Regions from separate parts of the Xenopus tropicalis genome. Here region 2 is linked to region 1. Evidence: chromatin contacts called from public Hi-C data. All regions are on one chromosome and are shown on one strand. The core of a region is the stretch at or near the end of the contact, and the rest is flanking DNA. Distances in the headings are between cores, read along the strand shown.

What was found. A called contact is a pair of places that touch in the nucleus more often than the background predicts.
Region 2: a Hi-C map of gastrula embryo shows a contact between it and region 1, with 2.2 times the contacts expected there. The contact joins two enhancer-like sites. A contact is called at or near these places in 2 of 5 Hi-C or Micro-C datasets (gastrula embryo and neurula embryo).

What each region holds. Positions count from the first base shown.
Region 1 is chr8:103,238,865-103,242,874 of UCB_Xtro_10.0, reverse strand. No RefSeq gene overlaps it. Among named protein-coding and RNA genes, the nearest start is that of dact1, 83 kb to the left of the region's middle. Within about 2 kb of position 2,289, at least 3 of the 11 cell types and tissues checked have an H3K27ac peak or open chromatin away from gene starts, as enhancers often do. A contact at or near this core is called in gastrula embryo and neurula embryo, where this site is marked.
Region 2 is chr8:103,388,438-103,392,447 of UCB_Xtro_10.0, reverse strand. No RefSeq gene overlaps it. Among named protein-coding and RNA genes, the nearest start is that of dact1, 66 kb to the right of the region's middle. Within about 2 kb of position 1,852, at least 4 of the 11 cell types and tissues checked have an H3K27ac peak or open chromatin away from gene starts, as enhancers often do. A contact at or near this core is called in gastrula embryo and neurula embryo, where this site is marked.

The DNA of each region.
Region 1 (4,010 bases), core at 1,040-3,539:
AAGATCGAATTAGCCTGGCTGGGTCGGACTAGGGGTTGCAGGTCTCTCCTGGGCTACCGCCCGGGGGCCCAGGCACCGCCCCAGGTGCCCCCACCACACCCCCCACAGGGGCCCCTGTCATGCACCTCTAAACTCCCCCCTGCAGGGGCCCCCATGACATCCTCCCTTGAGCGTGCGTAAGGGTTAGGGACACCGGTGGCCCAGTCTGACCCTGTAGCCCGGTATCGCCCACCTTAGGTGGAAATATCGGCCACCTTAACACTAACAATTCAAAAAACTAGGTAGATAGAACTCCCATTGATTACTACATGAAGTTACAATTTTTCTGATAGGTAATTCTTTCATTTGAATTTGAAAACTTTCTTTTTGGTAAAAACTCAGATTTGAATATTAATATATTTGTCCCATATCATGATGCCAGGAGTACATCTCATGCAATATATACATTTAAGATTTTGTGAACTAAACACACATACAATCAGTTTTTTTTAAACTGCCCTTTAATAGCATCTATTGTATTTTGTATGTATGTATGTATATCTTTATTTATAAAACGCTACTTATGTACGCAGCGCTGTACATGTTTATGTTGTGACTAGGGTTGCCACCTGGACCCTGCAAAAGCCCGAGCCATTGTTACAATATACTGGTAAAGTAGTTGCCAGTAAATTTGTAATATCCTTTTGTTCTGCCCCTGGTCCAACCATTTAATCACTGATCCACTTCATTACTTTTCTCTGCTGTTCGATGGAGAATCTGTTAGCAACAAACCCACTTATGTTAAGGGTCTGCCTACATACATCATCATTCTGCTTGCTAATGTAATTGATCCACTCCCTAACACCTGGTTGTGCCCAGTAAGTCTTATTTTAAAAGGTGGCAACCCTGGTTGTGACCTTTAGTTTGATGTTTTTGTACATAGTTTTCCATGGTGAATGGACATATGTCTGTGTCCCAAATGGATCTTCTTGTTCTGCACGATATCTCCCACAATATTCATAAGAGGGATTAAAACGACCTCATTTAAAACTTAGCTGTAACTTTGGTGGGGACTGGGGTCGACAGAGTTTGGTGAGGCGCTATTAGTAAAATATTGTAGCTGAACTTACTACTTTTATTATTTTAACCATCTTGTCTGACTGTCCCATCAATCACTGGCTTTAAAGCAAACATTCCCTGCTTTTTTATTTCAGTAAACATTGACAAAATTATTTATGTATTGCCTTCAAATACCTTCCAATGCAAGAAAGTACCCCTTTGGTAAAATAAATAGTTGTAAAGAGTTCATGATAAGTGGAGGCATTTAGTTATGTTGCAAGCTTTCAGTTACTCCTTTTGTGTTCCTTCTGAAAGGTCCAAAGATCCTTAAGGTGCCTAAATATGGGCCAATACCCAAAATAACACCCTCTCTAATAAATGTCTGACTGAGGCTCAGACAGATATTAATCTGGCTGGGTGGAAAACCCCTCTAGCTGAAGTCCACAGTGAACATCAAATGTCTCATCTGCTCCCATTGTATCTAAAGGTCCCCATACAGGAGCCGATTCTAACTGCCGATATCGGTCCCTTAGACTGATTCAGCAGCTAATCGGGCCGTGTATGGGCACTCCCGACGGGCCTGCCCGACCGATATCTGGCCTGAAATCAGCCAGATATCGATCGGGCAGGTTAGAAAATCTAGTCATATCGGGGACCGCATCAGCTCATTGATGCGGTCCGCGGATCAACTTTGCCTATGCCCTTCATTATAATTCGATCGTTTGGCCCCAGGGCCAAACGATCGAATTACCCTGGATTCTCCCAATATCGCCCACCCGTAGGATCTGCCCATGTATGGGGACCTTAATTGTTAGCAAATATCTGCAACCTTTCTGAAGATCAGGCTTCCCAGCTGCTGAAAAGTCTGTATCCCAAACCCATTCTTCTGGGGACAGAGATACTACTCTTTCCTTTCTTCTCTGGCAATATCTGAGTACTTGCACTAAAGCAGCATTCACTTTTCCCACTTAAGATTATAATGCATTCCACCATCATTGTCTTCCTTGGTTATTGAAGCATCTTCCTAAATTGCTTGATATACTTTTTTCTTTTCAGTCTATCAGACATTCTGGGACCTAGCTTTTCTACTTGTCTCTCCCTTGTCTGTCCCTTTTCTCAGTATTTTGTCCCCTACAAGCTTATACAGCTGCAGAGAACACACCACTTCCAATGCCTACTCTAGAGGGTGGGGGGAGAGCAGAGACACACTGAAGCATTGAGGTTAGAGGGGCTGCTTGGGGCTTTTGAAATCATTAACAATGGTTTTGTTTTTAGACTTAAGCCCAGAGTGTGAAACTTTGGATTTGCCTTCATGCAGGTCACCTGGAAAAACAGAGAAAGCTTTAATTACAGCTCTCTGCTCTGTAGTTTAAACTCAAAGGCTTATCACAGCTAACTCTGACAATCCTTGTTACACAGACAAGTCCCCTTAAAATAAACAGGCCCTTAGACACAGTAACACTCCAAAAGAAATGGCAAAGCATTTGTTCCTTTCAAGGATGTGATATCAGATAAATCTGGCGTCTTCTGTTTTTAGGCAGAATTACTATCCACAAGAATCTAGCAAATGTGTTTAAATTATCCTTAGTTGAAACAAATAGGCAATAGTGAGTTAAAACAGAAATGCAATAGTATCTTTTAATCCTTAGTATAAGTAAAGTAAACAGAGGCATGGAACACCCTATGTGCAAGTAAAGGTGGGACTGCTTTGGCTCATTGATGCAGTCCTCCAATCCGCTCATTTGGTGGCCTCGCCAAACAAGCAAATCTTAACATGTATGGCCATCTTAAGTTTGAATAGGCAGGGTCACATGATCACAATACACTTTGGTGAACATCACCATTATCATATATATAGTAAAGTTACATAGCACTTTACATTCATTTCTAACACACAGGGGTCTGAACATAATTTAACAAACAAAGGTTTGTTCCTTTCAAGGAGGCGATATTAGATAAATCTGGTGTCTTCTGTTTTTAGGAAAAAATCACTATTAGTGATCACCATTTATATATTAAACTTACATAGCATTTACATTATTATATAATAAATAGGGTCTTATGATTATTGAACAAACAAGGGTTTTAGAATAAAAATGGAATCAAAAGGCCAGAGTCAGTCCAAGTAGTGTTGCTTGCTGCCTAAGGCAATGTTACCTGGCAAGCTCATACTCATAGCCACCCTTCACCACCACTTCCATCACCATCATGCCAAATATATAAATACTATACATGTACGTAAACTGTGACATTCCATTTTCCCTTGTCTTCCCAAAAAGCACAGCCTATTGTTTTCAATATGCAGAAAGGAAGGAAAATATCCAGTGAATGCTGTGGGTAATTCTCAATTTGCTAATTGGTTGCAACCATATGTAGAAAGCAAGCGGTGGTTAAATATGAAACAGACTGCTGGCAGTTTGAGCTGTTCTGATAGCAAAAGTATGTAGCATTTGGTCTAGATATTCCTTTCTGTTTCCAGCATTTGGCAGAGCGCTGTATAGTATTTTAAGAATCTGTTCAAACGTGCCTCCTATTGGGAACATTTATGGAAAAGTATAAAAATACATTTTAAAAAGAATCAAAGAAAAATTTGTCTCTTTCAGTGCTGCACCTGGTGCTCAGCGTGTGTCCAAGCTTTATTCTTTTTAGGGCTCTTAACCAAACCCAAGAATTTGAGCTGTAGAGTCATTCTACTCATTTATTCTTAAAGAAATATTCTTGTTTTAGCATCACTACTTATATTAACAATTTATATGCAGACTTTTTACCTATGATATCTTATTTTTAAAAAAAAAAACAATATATAATTGAAAAGTCACATTAGACAAAAATGAACCTGCACGGTTTTGGTTAGTATATGGCAATGCCTATGTTGGCACAGCTATACAGTACAGTATGTCAGCAAATACAAGCTAAAGCTATAGTTGGAGTATTCAATAACCAGCCTCTTCAACTGATCATTTCTCTAGTTA
Region 2 (4,010 bases), core at 603-3,102, 150 kb before region 1:
GAAATTTCAAAATTAAATATAAAAAAATCTGTTTGTGTTTTTGAAACGGATTACAATGCAGGATTCTGCTGGAGCAGCTCTATTAACAATGTTTTCCCATGACAGTATTCCTTTAATGTAGAAATCTTTAGCAAAATACACAGAACACATTTTTCTCATCATACCCTAAGCTTGGTGTATTTTTTTTTTTTTCAATTTACCATTCTGTATCATTTATCACACATTTAAAGACTGACTTGCAGCTGTATATGCCCCAGAATGCTTTGCCTGAAGATAGTGGCAGCAGAATAAATAAGTGCATTCAGCTGTTGGGGGGGTGCTGGGAGGCAGTGATTTTGAGAAGCAGCTGTGGGGGCCACAGATTAAAGATTTCTGTTACAGGTCAAGGATTAAAAACCTGCATCTCTCATAATCATTTTTCTTCATTGAGTCAACTCTCCCCCATGGTCCATGTTTCAACTGTTTCCAACTTTGTCAAAATAGTACATAAGATTTCTGTGTAGTTCTATGGAAATTGACTTCATTTCCTGTTACTGAGCTATTCAACTGGTTAATTGTACCTCAAGCCAGTGCTTTGTGATTAGTGTAGTGACTGCAGATGCTCAATGGCCAGATTAATTGGGGAACAGACAAAACATAAGCAGGCACTTTTTCCTTCATGTTGGCTAGTTTCGCTCCAGGCCCATGATGTCTGGGCTTAAGCAGTTGTCCTGCCTAGAGCATTACCATGATATCATATAGAGACATAGTAGGAAACCATTAACAGGAACAAATATAATAGTGGTGTTCAGATGAATAATGAAAAATAAAGTCACATATAAACTAGTCAGCGCCAAGTAAATGACATACATTGTATTGTTGCCCTTAACGGTTGGGTAAATTGCTCAAAAGGACTGTGTAACTTCACTTTAGCAGCACATGTATAGAATCTATTATCTGGAATGCTTGTGATCTGGGGTTTTCCAGATTTTATGTATTTCCTGTTATTTATATAGCGCCAACATGTTTTCACAGCACTTTACAGAGATCATTCAGTCCCTGTCCCAGAGAAGCTTACAATCTAAGGTCCCTATTACATTCACACACACTGTGGTCAATTTAGTCAGAAGTCAGTTAACCTGCCTTTATATTTTTGGAGTGTTGGAGGAAACCAGAGTGCTCGGAGGAAACCCACGCAGACATGAGGAGAACATACAAACTCCTGGCAGATAGCGCCCTGGCCAGTATTGGATTCAGGACCCCAGCGCTGCAAGGCAGAAATGCTACGCACCGAGCCACCTTGCTACAGCTATGGGATCCCTTATCCGGAAACCCGTTATTCAGAAAGTTCCAAATTACGGAAAGGCCATCGCCCATAGACTTCATTATAAGGAAGTAATTCTAATTTTTATAAATTATTTCACATACACAGATGTCTAAACTGCCCCCAATAGATCCAATAAATAGTGACTGTCTATGGCAGAGGTCCCCAACCTTTTTTACCCTTGAGACACATTCAAATGTAAAAATAGTTGGGTAGCAAGGCAAGCATAAAAAAAAGATTCCTGGGGGTGCTAAATGTGGACTGTGATTGACTGTTTGGAAGCCCCTATATGGACTGGCAGCCTACAGCAGGCTCTGCTTGGCAGTACACTGGTTTTTATGCAACCAAAACTCCAAGCCAAGAATTAAAAAATAAGCACCTGCTTTGAGGCCACTGGGAGCAACATCCAAGGGGTTAGTGAGCAACATGTTGCCCCCGAGCCACTGGTCGGGAATCACTGGTCTATGGCATTTTTACATCAGCCCCTCTGGCACATGCTAGAATCTACACATTGCTAGTCAGGGCTTGTCCACCAGGGGTCATATTCTGACCTGCAGAGAAACCCTAGGAGCACCATTGGGGGCATACAATTCAAAGACTGGGATACTCATACACATATATATATGTGTGTGTGTGTGTGCTAAGTATGAACAAACTATTTTAAATTGCTTTTAAGATCATATTTAAAAAAAAAACAAAAAAACCTGAAAACTGATTATGTAGTTAAATGTACTCCTGAATTTACACAGTTATTGTGCATTTATATTTCTTTGAGTTAGGTTACACACTCATCCTATTCAATCTGCCAGTAGCCTAATCCTATCCCTTTAAACTGGTCACGTGATTCCTTTGCCTGGGTGCAAAAAGGCTGCTCTGGAGTGCAAATGGTTAAGGCTGCCTGCTGAGTGCTCAGGGTTCATTCTTCCCCCAGACAATATAACAGCAAGTTATTTTCAATGACAATGGGTAACCTTTTGACCACCCTATTCTTACAAATACTTGTTCACTTATATTTGACCAAGGGGTACAAGACCCCGACATGTTTATTGGCAGTAACAACATAGTCTAAGGGGACATAGTGACTGAAACCTACAGCCTATTTGTATTAATGTTCAACTCATGTGTCCCACTTGGACTTTAGAGTCATTTGTGCTTTGAATTTCAGATAAACTAAGACAGACAGAGCAAGCTTGTTGTTGAGTACAAATTCTACATTTTGTTACTTTATGAACAACAGGGGCTAATTTACTAACACATACACAGGTATTGGACCCCTTATCTGGAAACCCATTATCCAGAAAGCTCCGAATTACGGAAAGCCTGTCTCCCATAGACTCCATTTTAATCAAGTAATTCAGATTTTTAAAATTGATTTTCTTTTTCTCTGTAAAAATAAAACTGTACCTTGTATTTGATCACAACAAAGATATAATGAATCCTTACTGGGTGCAAAACAATCCTATTGGATTTAATTACTGTTTTATTGATTTTTTAGTAGACTTAAGGTATGAAGATCCAAATTACGGAAAGACCCCTTATCCGGAATACCCTTGGTCCCGAGCATTCTGGATAACGGGTCCTATACCTGTACTAAATTGCACCAGTGTCCATACCGATAGCAACCAATTAGATCTATATTATTTTCTTTTCCTTTTTCCAAAAGGCATGCAGAATCTTTCTGGATTCCTAATTCATATGGGATATGTATTAAGAAGTTGTAATCAGTAGTAGACAGTTTAAAGGTCATGCTGCCTGGTTGCTATTGGCAACTGCACTTATGCAAATTAGCATTTGGTGCAGAATAAAACTTCAATGCAAAAGATGCCATCCGCACCAATGTACAGTAGTTGGCTGGAGAAAAAAATTCAAGAGAAAACATCTGTTAAATCCAATGCAGAAAAAAATGGCAAAAAACTCCATTGCATTCGTGAAATTTCAGCAAAATGTTGCCATTTGTGAATTTTTCCTTGGATTGGCAAATTTACTATTCATTAATAAAATAGTGGGTCAAGGCGAACAAAGAATTGGCAGTCAGTCACTCTGATACTATCCAGAAGTCTGTAGTTACTGTATGTCCCTGCCGGGTTGTTTTCTGCCAAGTCCTACTTTCTCTGCAACTGTAAATTACCGCAATAAAAAGAAAAAAAAATGTGATTTTATGTACTGACAGAATCATAGAATGAACTTACTTAGTAGGCAAGCAGAAGTTTACCACAAGCCCCCTCCCCGTTACTGTGGCTGTCTTTCAGCAGACTGATACTGGAGGCTATATTGTTTGTGTCCTGCCAGAACAAAGGGCCTACCTAGCCATTATGGCAGCTGTGTGAGCCACATGAGGTCACAGCTGGAAAGAGAGACTGAGCTGTTGATTCAGGAGTCGCATTGAAGGGGAATGAAGATGACCTAGTAAGTAAGGATTATAGAACCAGCAAAACAAAAGAGAAATGGTTTCTTGTGAAACATCCCACATACTTATAAAACTGATGTATAAAATTGTGTCTTGATTAACAAAAGAACTTTTTTCCAGGGCGGGGGCCAGAGTGCTTAAAGCGTTGCATGAAAGTCTCCAGTATTGCAGTACTTTGTTACCCTTAATTTGCAGCCATGCAGCAGCCAGATAGGAGACTGTCAGCTGAGATGGTTGCTGGGAACTCTGCTGGTGGGGTTTCCTTACAGACACTTAAAGCTGTTAATGCTAGGCCTTCAT